2 separate regions of the Mus musculus genome follow, and region 2 is linked to region 1. The links are chromatin contacts, called in public promoter capture Hi-C maps. All regions are on one chromosome and are shown on one strand. Each heading gives the region's core, a stretch centred on a gene start, on an enhancer-like site or on the middle of the called end of the contact. The rest is flanking DNA. Distances are from core to core; before and after follow the strand shown. Region 1 overlaps Gm8075 (a long non-coding RNA gene). Region 2 overlaps Hif1a (hypoxia inducible factor 1, alpha subunit).

Evidence for each region. Capture Hi-C pulls out chosen DNA fragments and counts their contacts.
Region 2: a promoter capture Hi-C map of liver shows a contact between it and region 1. The contact joins two enhancer-like sites. A contact is called at or near these places in 3 of 9 other capture datasets (adipose tissue, liver and pancreatic islet).

The regions. Positions count from the first base shown.
Region 1 is chr12:73,807,319-73,814,446 of GRCm38.p6, forward strand. It overlaps Gm8075 (a long non-coding RNA gene), which reads left to right. Exons shown (of 3, transcript XR_381690.1): 3 at 811-1,093. Among named protein-coding and RNA genes, the nearest start is that of Gm8075, 15 kb to the left of the region's middle. Within about 2 kb of position 3,238, at least 92 of the 459 cell types and tissues checked have an H3K27ac peak or open chromatin away from gene starts, as enhancers often do. A contact at or near this core is called in liver, where this site is marked.
Region 2 is chr12:73,926,624-73,933,751 of GRCm38.p6, forward strand. It overlaps Hif1a (hypoxia inducible factor 1, alpha subunit), which reads left to right. Exons shown (of 15, transcript NM_010431.2): 2 at 1-124; 3 at 1,363-1,508; 4 at 1,591-1,675; 5 at 4,034-4,146; 6 at 5,651-5,853. Among named protein-coding and RNA genes, the nearest start is that of Gm15283, 22 kb to the right of the region's middle. Within about 2 kb of position 3,853, at least 3 of the 459 cell types and tissues checked have an H3K27ac peak or open chromatin away from gene starts, as enhancers often do. A contact at or near this core is called in liver, where this site is marked.

The sequences.
Region 1 (7,128 bases), core at 1,988-4,487:
ATGGAAAGAAGCTATGGGAAGAGACTAAAAACACAAACGGGGTAAAAATGGCAGACAATGCTTGCATTTTGGCCAGCAGCCTTAACTGATGGAGAAGCCAAGGGCTTGAGCAATGCATCAACCCCCAGGAGACAAAGGGAACAGGATCCAAGTTCTCTCAAATGATTTTCTTTTGTAGCTAGACCAGAAGGAATTTATTGCTTTTAGTACTGAAGTCACACTTGTATCAACAAGAATTCTGCACACTTCAGCAAAGATGGGTCCTTGCATGTGATAGTTTGGGCAGAATTTTAGGGAGTTACCACGACACCCTCTTTATACCATGGCTGTCCAGTTGCAGACTGAAAACAGCCCAGAGGTCCTGAGTCCCAACACCAGCAGTCATGGACATTTCTCTTTGTACAGCTTTCTAGAGTCTATAGGACTAGAAGCAGTTGATCATGAAGTTCTTTGGTTACATTTTTTTCTACTTATACCACTTGGTGAATTTTTTCATGCAGACCAAATTTGACTAGGATTCTAATTCCCAGACAGTATTGGCTAATCTGGCTGTCTTGGCTGTGACTGGGGTTGGTCATTATTACTGTTACTGTTGCTATGTGCAAGTGCACACATGCACACAGACACACCCATGCTATAGAACCCCTGTAGATGTCTGAGGACAACTTTCAGGAATTGGTTCTCTCCTATCATGTTGTCTGGTAATAAAACCTGGATCATCAGGCTTGCAGAGCAGGTGGTTTTACTGCTGAGCCATTTCACTGGTCCTGGAACATCTTTAATGAAATGATTTTTAATATGTCTTTATAGGTCCTGAAGACCACAGCCTCTTAAAGAGCCAAGTCTATTCGAGCCACTTCTCCAGAATGAGACTGCTCACAAACCTTTGTTCTTGAAAACTACCAGATCTCTGCCCTCTGGAACCAGCGTGGAGATGGCACAGACAAGCCCTTTATTCCCATAAGACCCAGTATCTCCCTCCAAATATGAAGACCAGTGAAACAAACACAGCCAGTCATCCCAATACATAACCCAACAGACAATCTGCTAATGAAATGGGAAATATGTAATAACTGTGCTGTTTGTGCTTCTATCTCTGAAGTGAGTTTAATTCAACTCTACATTGTGAATAGGTATTTATGCTATAGGAAGGACTCAGAGATGGGAACAGAGATATTAGCGAGTCACTCTATGCTCAGAACCCATTTTTTCCTTTCTTTATTGGCCATGCCTAGTACAGTTCCCTGTCCTTCCAGTTCTGGCTCTTTAGTGATCTAGGATTTCCCCTTCCCCGGTTTCTTTGTCAATGCCCTTACTCGCAGGCGCAGCATCTTTTGGAATTGTAACAGCTTCTATCACAGGGTGCTTCTTTCTGGTGTTCGTGTGTGGACACCTATACCTCCCATGCCTACTGAGGTGGCATGGAATTTGGCGATGGGGTCTTGAGGGAAGTAATGAAGGTAAAATGGGGCCACATAGATGGTCCCCAGGTTACTGTCCTTATAGGAAGATGCAGTTGGGACCTAGATACCTACAAAACAAAAACTGTGAGGCAGGGGGAGAGGTGGATGAGAGAGGCTGCTGTCTGCAGACCTAGAAGAGAGGTCTGTCCTACCTCACTCCCACTGGCATCCAGCTTTCAGAATTGTGAGGAAATAGTTTTGAGAGGCTGGGTACATAGGTCAGTGGTAAAGCTCTCATCTGGCTTGTGCAGGTCCCTAAGGTCTATCCCTAGCACCAAAATAATAAACAACCCAATGTTGTCTAAGCTACTTAGCCTATGATTCTTGGCTATAACAGCCCTAGTGAAATAATACAGCCTCCAGTCTGGGCTTCATGCTTTTCTTTCCTTTCTCTCTCTCTCTCTCTCTGTGTGTGTGTGTGTGTGTGTGTGTGTGTGTGTGTGTGTGTGTGTGTGTCTGTGTGTCTGTCTGTCTGTCTGTCTGTGTGTGTATATATGTGTGACTAGGTGTGTGTATGTGGTGTGTGTGTGTGTCTGTATGTCTGTGTGTATGTGCTATATGTGTCTGTGTATATATATGTGTATCTATGTGTGTCTGTGTGTATGTAGTATATGTGTGTCTGTGTGTATATATCTCTGTGTTCAAGTCTGTGCATGTGTGTGCATTGGCAGAAGTGTGGAAGTCAGCCTTCTGTCTTGTTTGAGACAGAGTCTCTAATTATTTCACCCCTATATATGCCAGGTTAAATCCAGATAGGTCTAAAAGTTATGGTCCCTTTCCTGAAATTCATATTTGGCTGGTTCTTCTATAGTTCACCAGGCAACTGTAACTCCACAGGACCATCTATAACTTATAGTGAGTGGCCTGAACCACAGTGAACTGGAGAAGGCATCCTCCCACCCCCACCCCAGGTAACATACTAGCAAAAGATAGTGACGTTTGATCGCCAGCATTTGGTGTCCTTCCTAAATGCAACCAATCTTTATCCACAGTTTAAAATCACATAAGGAGCTTTGAAAAATGCTCATAATATATTCCCAGCTAACAGACATAGGATAGAGATAACTGAACAGGGAATTGGGAAGGTAGGATGGGAAGGAAGGCGAGACCAGTATATGGCTACACACAGATGCCAGCCCTGCACTTGACCCACTCTGAGACTTGGGGTCTTGTCTTCTATCTCTACCACTGGCACACTGCTGTCGTAGCTCAGTCCTGTTGAAAGATAAAGGGGAAGAAGGACTCTACAGAAGAGCTCAGACAGGATCTCTGGGCAGTCCTGAATCCGGTCTCTACATTCTATTCCTTTAAAAGGAAATGTCAACGTTTCCAAGCAGTGACCGTGAACTCCAGCCCCGTGAGGGTGAGTCAGGACAGGCCTCACCAGGCCGGGCTCCTGCAATGTAAACTTCCAGCAGGCTCCAGTATCCTCTCAAAAACCACTCCCAACCTTGTTGAAATGCTTGGATTCCCCACTCTGCTTCAGTCCAGCATGCTGGTCTCTGTGTATATTTGGTCCCTAGCATCCTTAGATGTTCCGTTGCATATCCACACATGGTTTTAAGTTTCCGCAAAGTGGCTCAGACATATACATTTCACTTTCTTCTCTCCAGGGTTTTCTGGGACTCTCAGCCCCCCCCCCCCCCCCACTGCTGTCTTCTCCCTCCCTGATTTCTGCCCAGTTTTTTGCCAGCGATTTTATGTGCTGTCACTGGCAGACTGGTCAGAAGCACATCATTAATCATAGCCACTGGGATAACTTGTCCAGGAACCGCCAAGGCCAGCCTTGAATGGCTGCCGCCCAGCGCTGCCTCTTCCTTCAGCTCTAAGTTCCATGATATCATTAGCATTCGGCCCTGGCAGGTGGCCAATGCCTTAACTGGGGATTCTCAGCTCTCTGTAAGTTTTTAAAAATGCTTTGGTGATGGGGGGAGGGAGACTTGTACTTTTCCAGCACAGAAAAAGGGATGCTAGTTAGTTCATGGAAGCTTCCAGTAACGTTAAAGTTCACTTGTTTTTATTGTGATAATTGAATGGTGTTCAGTAATGTTCTTCCTATAATAAGATTCAAAAAATTTCCTCCTTAGGGAGGAAAATTTGGAAGAAGGAAATACAAAGGAGAGGGTCAGCTCAGCAATACTTTCCTTGCAACACGAGGATCCCAGAATTGCATAGGAGTATCTGCACTTCGTTTAATAAATGGATCCCTATAAATTTCATGTAAATGGAATGTGTAAGAATTTAAATCATTCTAAGTGCAGCTGTATTAAGGCAGCCTGGCATGACTCGCTTTATCAAGGGAATTATCTTGATGCAATAGACAGCATCCTGTGGAGCACACTGATCATTGTTATAAGTCTGAATTTTGCATAGGGCTGATTCTCATAAGATCGGGGAGAGGGGGGTCTCTCTTATAATGACAACTATTCTAAGATCACAGATGTTCTCAGGCTCCGAAGAGGAACTTTTCCAAAGCTTTCTATGGAGTATGACTAGCTACTAGGATGCCATGGGAGGTTAAACGCAGACAACTGTCACCCAGAATCCTCCTGTTCTATTTCCAGAGAGATGCAAGAAGTTACCAGTGAGTGAAGGAAGGGAGAGATGATGGCAGACACTCTGAGGCTAGAAGCATGAGCTGGGGTCATAGTAACACAGCTCTGCCTTTGTCCTCTAACCAGGGATTGCCGAAGAATCGGTATCTCACATCTCACACACGCACACACACACACACACACACACACACACACACACACACACACACACTTAGACACACATTCCTGCCCGTTGTTAGAATTTAGGTGTGAAGTGTATATTATGTGATTCCTACATTAAAAAAAAAGGGGAGGGGGCTAACTTCCAACTTTACCTCAGGAAGCCTTTCAAAGAAAAGATGTATTTGAGGGTTATAAATACTATGTTATTTAATTCCTAAGTACTGGTGAGATGTGCAGGATTGGGAGCCCCCGGCAGGTTGCCCACCTGTTCTCTGCTATCTTCCTAAGGTAACCCTGAGTCAATGTGGTGAAGGGAGATGAATAACTACAACATTCTCTTTTCCTTGTGTTCTCTCAGGCAACTGTGGCTCAGAAGGTAGAGGCACAAGGCACAAGATTAAACTTGAGAGATGCTTAAGAGGGGTTTAGACTGCGTGTGTGGGGTTTTTCCTCCATCTTTCCCCCCTTGTTCTTGCTTCCTGCTTCCTGCTTGGAGTGCTGTCAGAATGGCTAGGTTTCTGGCACCAACTTGCAACCACCACCACCCTCACCCCCAAAGCTACAAGCTAACATCTGTGAAGCAAAGACAGCGAATGCTCGATAGCTTTGGAATGCTCGCCTACGGTTTTACTTGATTAAATGAAAGAAAAATAAATTATCGTATTTAAGCCTGTGTTTGCTTGCTGATGGCTATTGTGATTAGCATCTGACCCAAGCCCTAACTGGTATCCCCGCTAGGCATAAGCTCTAGAAATCTAATTCCCACACACATGCATCTCCACTTCCTAGGGCAATGGGAGCAAATCAGGGGTCCTAGAGCAACTGCCTGCCCTTGAGTATTTGTCTAGAACCATAGTCTTCTTAGTGCCTGGTGCTGACATCCAACGCATGACCTGGTTGGGAGCCCTCTCCATACACAGATGGAACACGTTGACTGACTGACTGTTCCTCAACCATTTCTCAGGGAACTGTTTCCCAGCGATCGAAGGGTCTTCACCTCTCTCCCTTCCCCAGGGTGGCATCAGTACAGAGCTTTTGAGAGATCTAAAGTGCTGTCCGATTTAAAAAAAAAAAAAAATTGAAAATGATAGGTTAAAATGGAAAGAAAGAACCCGTACATTAAGCTGCATTTTAAAGACTGTGTTTTTGATAGTGAAGTGCGAGCATTTTTTTTTCTTCAAGGAGACAGGAAAGACATTATTAAATGGCAGGAAATGGTGATCTCAAATTCCTTTTGCAAAAATATTGTTTACTGACTGTAAAAAAAAAAACCAAGTGTAACTTTGTAACTAATTGGACTAATTGAAACAGTTTATAAAGGTTAAACATTGAGAATTCTTTCCCAGAAGAGCACAGTAAATAGCCTTTTCACCCTGCTGTTCACAGCAAGTATGTTCAGCATGTAAGGTTGTCTGAGTGGCCTCTTGCTTTATATCCTTACAGGTTTTGAAAACCTTGTTTTTCCTCCCTCAAGTTCCTATCTTGGATATTACCCAAAATCTGTACGTATCTGTTAATCTGGTTCTATTCAAGGTGGTAGCATGATACTTATTCCAATATCCTTCCCTTAAAAATAAAAGTGTGTTTTGCCATGACTTTGGCTTTGCTCTGTGGAGAGTCAGGGGTGTCTGATGAGCATTAGAGATTAACTCTCACCCCTCACTGAGAATGAGCTGAGCGCTCAAGCAGTCAGAGAGGCTGGAAAACATCCAGCTGTGGAAAGAAAAATATTCTAGGATCAGTGTTTTGTGGCTAAGGAGCTTAGAGTCGGGAACAAGCGGCTAAGCATAAGGTGGTAGCTGTGCTCTGAGAGACTGGCTCCTGGCCCTTTCTGAGGGCTGAGGCTGCTGCTATCTGAGGGAAGGGCACAGTGAAAAGATCACCTGAGGCTCTCCTGAGATTCTCCTCAGGTGATTAAGCCTCGCATACATCATGGTAGCCTATGGGATGCTGGGAAGTCACCCTCTGGATCCAAGTTCCGGGTCCTAAGGAAGAAGTAGTCAAAACCACGCCCTGTAGGTGTGGCCTATACCCTGGGTAGCTTAGACTGTGGTAGGGAAGATGAAGGGCATGAGCCATATGCCCACCACAATCAAACCTACTCCCAAACATCATAAATCAATCGAGACGTTACTGTAACCAGAAATCCCCTGATAAGTGCTGAGAGCAGCTGCTCCAAGGTTGAGGAGCCAACTGGGTTCCACTAAGACACTGGGGAAGCTGAGTTAGTCATCAAGCAGGGAATTGAAGGGGGGAAGAGGCCAAGGAGCCAGAGGTTCAGGCTGGGGTGGAGAGTTGAATGGGGTAGAGAAAGGGGCCAACGGGAGGGCCAGATTGTAAAGGAAGGAGGGTCCAAGGAAGAATACAAGAAATACGGGAAAGGAAGCTGACGGGAGAGTAGAAACAGATGAGGAAGGGACATCTCAAGGCTGCTGTGTGTGTGTCCAGATGTTTATATATGAGCTCACATATGTGGAGATGTCAGATATCAGTGTCAGGTGTCTTTTGTAATGATTATTTTGTTTTCTTCAAGCAGTGTCTCTCCTTGGCCTGTGGCTCACTGACTGACTAGTAGTCTGGCCAGCCAGTGAGCCTAAGGATCCCCCTGTCCCTGTCTCCCAGGTGGTTTGTGCCATCGTGCCCAGATTAAATGTGGTTGCTGAGGGTTGAACTCAGACCCTCATCTTGGCAATCACTTTACTGCCTGAACTATATCTCCCAGGTCCCTTAAAGCTGCCGGAGATTGCCCCACCTAGGGATCCACCCCATCTGCAGACACCAAACCCAGACACTATTGCTGATGCCAAGAAGTGCTTGCTGACAGGAGCCTGATATAGCTGTCCCCTGAGAGGCTCCGCCAGAGCCTGGCCAATACAGATGCAGATGCATGCAGCCAAACACCAGACTGAGCACAGGGACCCCAATGGAGAAGTTAGGGCAAGAACTGA
Region 2 (7,128 bases), core at 2,603-5,102, 120 kb after region 1:
GAAGTTTTTTATGAGCTTGCTCATCAGTTGCCACTTCCCCACAATGTGAGCTCACATCTTGATAAAGCTTCTGTTATGAGGCTCACCATCAGTTATTTACGTGTGAGAAAACTTCTGGATGCCGGTGAGTTCTACAAAAACATAATGGACCTGAAAATTAGAAATTAAAAACATCTAGAAGTTCCTTTTAGCAGGAGACTACAATACTTTCTTTTAAGAGAGTGGTGTGTGTATGTGTCCATGCACCTGTGTGCACATATTAATATGCTCTTATGAAGGGGCCTATGGAGGCCAGAAGAGGGTATCAGATCCCTTGAAGCTAGAGTTACAGGTATTTATGAGCCACCTGATGTGGGTGCTGGTGTCCAAAATGTAGTCCTGTTGGTTGCGCAGCAAGCATTCTTAAATGTGGAGCTATCTCTCTAGACCCATAACGCCGCTCTTTAAAAAAAACATGAATTAAGTTATTATTGCATGTGTATGGGTGTTTTGCCTTCAACATTTGCATGCCTAGTACTTGTAGAAGCCAGAAGAGGATTTTTTTTGGAAATGAAGTTACAGACAGTTTTCAGTGCTGGGAATTGAATCCAGGTCCTCGGAAAGATCAACTAGTGCTCTTAACTGCTTAGCCATCTTTCCAGTACTGCCCCAACACAATACTTTTTTTAAAGTATTTTTTAAAAGTAATTAAGTCTTTCCGTATTCTTTACTCCTTTTATCAAGCTTTGCTTTTCTTAGTTGTAGGAATAATCCTTTTTGTACTGTAAGTTGTTTTGGTTTACCCTTTTTTTTTAATCCTTTATTTTTTAAACACATAAATAAAATTCATTAACTTTATAGCCCCTGGTACTTTGTTTCATTCTGAAGAGTTCTCGATTCTTCCACATGACAGCAATTTTTTTCTTACTAGCTTTTAAGCTTCATTTCATCTATTCATTTCCTCCTGTCTACCTGTATCTCTTTGTCTCTCTCTCTCTCTCTCTGTCTCCCTCTCCCTCTCCTTCTTCCTCTCCTCCTTCTCCTCTTCCTCCTCCTCCTTCTCCTCCCCACCCCCACCCCCCATAGAGTCTCACCATGTAACCCTGGCTGATCTGTACCTTGCTGTGTAAACTAGGCTGCCTTGAACTCACAGAGACCCATCTGCTGCTTCCTCCTTAGGACTGGGTATAAAGGCATAACCTATCTTTAAAAAATATCACCCTTTTTTACACCCTTGGTGATTTGCTTGTTTGCAAATTTGTTTATTTTAAACAATTATATAAAACAACTGGAAAGTATACAGAAATAAATATATGTATTATAGAAATTTAAAAGTATCTGAGATAAAGCCTGACTTTGTTTCTTTTCCCGTGTGCCCTGCAGGTGGTCTAGACAGTGAAGATGAGATGAAGGCACAGATGGACTGTTTTTATCTGAAAGCCCTAGATGGCTTTGTGATGGTGCTAACAGATGACGGCGACATGGTTTACATTTCTGATAACGTGAACAAATACATGGGGTTAACTCAGGTAAAGTCCCCATATATGAAGAGCACTAATGGGTACTTTATGGTTATATGATATAGATCTAATTTTTTTAATGTGTTTGCAGTTTGAACTAACTGGACACAGTGTGTTTGATTTTACTCATCCATGTGACCATGAGGAAATGAGAGAAATGCTTACACACAGAAATGGTGAGAAGAAAGTCTATTGTTTGATTTAATATGACAGGTGATTTTCAGTCAGATATTGTTTCTAATTTTATTTTTTTGGTAATGTACTGATTTAAGAGAGAATGTTATTTCACATTTAATGTTAATACTGTTCTTTGTTAAAGCTGTTATTCTACATTTTAGAAAACTCACAAGTTTTTAAAACTCATTGAATTAATAAGTAGTTACATGAATTAATAAGTAATTACATACACGAGTAGAAAAAAAGGAAAGATAATTAAAAGACCAAGACAATTATAAGTAGAAATGCAGTATTAAGGCAAGAAGTTATAATACAAATGACAGGTAATAAGATTTTCGATGATGACTGAATACACAGTGACAGTTTGGGTTCAGGCTTTTTTAATGTCCTAAAGAAGCAGGATTGGGGGGTGGCCAAGATTTTAAGAGCACAAAGATGCTTTAACTTCTAAGGATGTTTTCAATAACTTGAGACTGTAATTGGAAGGATGATGTTGTGTTGGACCACATGTGGTTGTACACACCTTTAATCCTAGCACTTAGGAGGCAGATATAGGCAGATCTCTTGATTTCCAGGCCAGCCTGGTTTATGTAACTAGTTTCAAGCCAGGTAAGGCTACAGAGTGAGACCCTGTCTCAAAAAGAGAAGTAAGAGAAGGGCTGAAGAGATGGCTCAGTGGTTAGGGCCACTGACTGTTCTTCGGGAGGGGGGACCCCACTTCAAATTCACATCCTCATGGCAGCTCACAATGGTCTGTTACTCCAAGATCTGACACACTCCCATAGACATGCAAGCAAAATTCTGCACATAAAATAAAAGTAAATTTTTTTAAAAAGTTGCAAGAGAGTTCTGTGAAGTACTTGTTGAATTACAGAGACTTAACAGTTAATTTTTTTAAAATAGTAATTTATAAACAGAGTATACTGGTCTCTCTTTCTTAATTCCCTCTGTCAGGACCTAGTCTCTGTTCTTTGAAAGCAGTCTTATTAAGTCTTGACTACTTTGCATTGTATTGCTATTGACCCTACTGTATTATGTATTACATGCTTAATAGCATTGCATCTAATTATTGATCTCTGCATCACTCTAAGTATACACACTCGGTTCTAAATAATGGATATTTTGTGTTTGTTTGTTTTTTCCCTAATACTTCCATTTTATATACCTTAAAATGTATCCATTTGATAAATGTCCATGATTTTTTTAGATATTCATAGAAATGGCCTAACCACCATCATACCTCTAATTTTATTTTTTAAAATTGTCTTGTTTTATTGTATGTTTGTTTGTTTTGAGACAGGGTTTCACTATGTAACCCTGGCTGGCTTAGGACTCCAAGTAGACCAAGTTGTTCTTGAACTCATAGAGGGCTACCTACCTCTGCCTCCCAAATGCTGGGATTAGAGGCATGTACCATTACACTCAGCCATTTTAGAAAATGTCATTGCCTCAAAAAAGAAGTTCTATATCTATCTAATCCACTTTCTCTGAGCATTTCAAATAAGTAAAACATTTGTTTTGAACCAGACTAAGCAATAAAAAAGGAAATCAAGATGTTGTTTCAGAGTCATCTAAATGTAATCTAATTTTTTAGTTATGAGGTTTGACATTAAGATTAAATTAGACGTGAATTGATTTTCCTCTGCTTTATTTCTGTGGCTTTTTTGTTGTTGTTCTGGGTGTCAAAGCCAGGCCTACATGTATGTACTAAGGGAGTCCTCGTCCATTGAGCTACATTCCCAGTCCCTATTCCTGTGACTTTAAATTGTAAACAGGTCTCATATGTAGCTCAGGTCGGCCATCTCCATCCTCCTCCTTCAGCCTCCCTAGTGCTGAGAGTATTGGTATGTACCATCATGGCTGATTTCTGTAACTTCTGATAGAACATTCTGTCTGGCTTTCATACTCAGATGCTATTTACTTACAAAAGGTAAGTTGGCATTTTTAAAGTTCTGTAAACACGTTGCTGCTTATTCAAAATTGAGTTATCACAGTTGGTAAAAGACATGAAGTATTTACACAAGTTCTTTTGAAGGGGACATACTTGTATACTGACAGACATTTATAGGGTACACTTACACCATTTTCTTATTTTCTTTACTTGGACCAAACTCACCAGCACAGATGAATAATTAATCCTGTGAAGTGTGGACTCTCCTCCCACAGTCCAGGGAGTCACTGCCGTCTTACACACACTCTCCCTGGATGGAGCTGTCAGACCTACTGACATGCTGGAGTAGGTGAAGAGGGAGCAAATCATGGTTGTGTTAATGCTGAGAGCCTTGCTTTGATGCTCTCATCCTAACAAATTTCTATGTTTAGCTGTGACTTAAAACTCGGTTTCTTGCTTTCGTTAGGCCCAGTGAGAAAAGGGAAAGAACTAAACACACAGCGGAGCTTTTTTCTCAGAATGAAGTGCACCCTAACAAGCCGGGGGAGGACGATGAACATCAAGTCAGCAACGTGGAAGGTACGCAAGCTGAGCGTGCACTTGATTATAGATAAATAAACCTATACACATACATGCTAGTATCAAGAGCTTTCACTAGGAGTGCTGAAAGTCAGCTGACCCTAGCACTTGGGAAGCAGAAGATCATCTGCTACAGATTTGAAGGCAGCCTTGTCCTCACAGCAAGTTCCAGGCCAGCCAGGGGAACACAAGCCTTACCTCAGAAAACAAAACAAACAAAAGAGTTTTGCTTAGAGTTATGAGGGGAATGGAGAAAGTGCTTAGTAATTAAGAGCACTTGCTTGCCAAGTACCTGGCTTTGGTGCTCAGCACCCATGTGTCAGTTCACTGTCACCTGTAACTCCAGTTCCAGGAAATCATCCAGTATCCTCTCCTGACCTCATCAGGCACCAGGTACACACACAGTGCACACACATACATGCAGATAGAGCACTTACCCACATAAAATAAAAATCAATTTCAAAATAGACTTACGAGGGAAAAGTATAATTATTCCCTTTTGCATATTTGCATTTATATTCAGTATATGTAATCTCCATTAAAGACAGTATAATAATCTGACAGTTTGAGATATATAAACACAAATTATTGGAAATACGATATTTCTTTTTTTTAAAAAAATATATACATACATTTATTTATTTATTTATATGTGAGTACACTGTAGCTGTCTCCAAATGCACCAGTAGAGGGCGTCAGATCTCATTACGGGTGGTTGTGAGCCACCATGTGGTTGCTGGAAATTGAACTCAACGACCTTTGGAAGAGCAGTCGGTGCTCTTACCCACTGAGCCATCTCTCCAGCCCACAATATTTCTATACTAAGCTAACTTATCAGTTGGCTTTGCCAACTAGTATTTAAATCCTAATATAAGTATAATTTTCTATCTCAGTTTCCTTTTTTTGTTCAGTGTTGAACCATAGTCACCAGAGCAAAATCAACTATAATGACCAGATTAGTGAAGAAGGAAAGATAGTCTAGACTTAATACAAGACTTAAATATTTTTCATTGTGTGTGTGTGTGTGTGTGTGTGTGCACGTGTGTGTTTTAGTGTTTTAGTTGGTTGCATGTAAGCATACCATGTGTTTACAGAGGCCAAAAGAAGGCATTTGATCCATATTCTGGATTATAAGTGATCCCTAGTTTCTATTTTATGTGCATGAATGTTTTGCCTCCATGTATATCAGGGCATGCATGCCTGGTGCCTGAAGAAATGAGAAGGTGTCAGATCCTCTGGAAATAGGGTTACAAATGGTTGTAAGCTGCCTTGTGAGTGCTAGGAATCAGATCTAGGTCCTCTGGGAAAAGCAGTCAGTAAGCTTAACCACTGTCTCATCTCTAGCACCCTACCTTCACAATGTTGTGGGGTTGTTTTGTTTTGTTTTGTTTTGTTTTAGAATACCTCATTATCTCATAATGTCTTAACTGCTATGCCATCTTTCCAGCTCCCCTTACCTCTTTCTATTTTAAAAAGGTAACTTTATTTTCTTACTCATATTCAGGTGCTTCACTGCACGGGCCATATTCATGTCTATGATACCAACAGTAACCAACCTCAGTGTGGGTACAAGAAACCACCCATGACGTGCTTGGTGCTGATTTGTGAACCCATTCCTCATCCGTCAAATATTGAAATTCCTTTAGATAGCAAGACATTTCTCAGTCGACACAGCCTCGATATGAAATTTTCTTACTGTGATGAAAGGTAAATGAACTATTTTATATTTTTAAAATTTAGATTTTTTGTAGCCTTTTCATATCACTATAATAAAAACTTAATTGATATGTCCATGAAGCTAAATATGAAGATGCATCCTAGAACCCAAAAATGTAAGATTAGCTTTTATACTATAAATACTGTATTTAGCTATTATACAAAATCTATTAAGATGAAATTCTTGACTACATCTAGTGGCATCCTCCTGTAATCTTAGCTATGAGGAGACTGAGACAGGAGGAGGGTAATTTCCAAGTCAGAGGTGGATCACTTGTCCTACATGCAAAAGGCACTGACTTCTTGCTGTGGTACTGCAAGCAGTGAACACAAAAGTCATGAAGTTCTTTTGTTTGAGGGAATTTTGCTTAAATTCAGAAAGTAAGTTTTAAAGATAAATAGTTTATGTAGAGTAGGCAACAGTTTTGGTCTGTAACCCACATGTTCTTCTTGAGCATCATCAACTCCACCCTTGGTTCCTGTCACCATTTCCCTAATCTGTTACTACTTGTGTGTAATTGTCAACTTGATGTTTCTGCCTACACCATTTTCTTAATAATGAAATAAATACTCCTGTTACTAAACTACTCTACTGCTCCCAGACAGCCTAAGTTACTGCACCTCTTGTGATCCCTAATGTTGTTGACACAGCACTGTTGAAACCTGACTGTAACTTTACTACATACTACACTTAGTAGTAGTTTGTAGTAAATATTATAAATGTACTGTCAGCTGGGCGTGGTGGCGCACGCCTTTAATCTCAGCACTCGGGAGGCAGAGGCAGGTGGATTTCTGAGTTCGAGGCCGGTATGGTCTACAAAGTGAGTTCCAGGACATTCAGGGCTACACAGAGAAACCCTGTCTCGAAAAACCAAAATATAAAATAAAATAAATGCACTGTCTCTCCCATCGTTCTATCTACCTTGTGCTCCTGTCATTAAATTCTTTATTTCATTCCCTTTGGCCTGAATTGTTACCATAAACTCCTAAGCTGCATTTCTACCAACGGATTTGTACCTTTTTACTTGTACGTCCACTGTATCCAAAGGGGGCTTCCCAAGGTGAGGATCAGATTGTGCCCTTCTCTTAGAAATACATCAGTTGCTTCTTGTAGTACTGTAAGTGGGAAGATTTATTTGTCAAAAGATAGCTGTACATTCTGGGTGTGGTGTTGTATGTCAGTGATCTTAACACTTGGGAATTGAGACAAAGCTGACCTAAAACTACATATGAATGCCTGCCTGTCTGTCTCAAATAAATAAAATT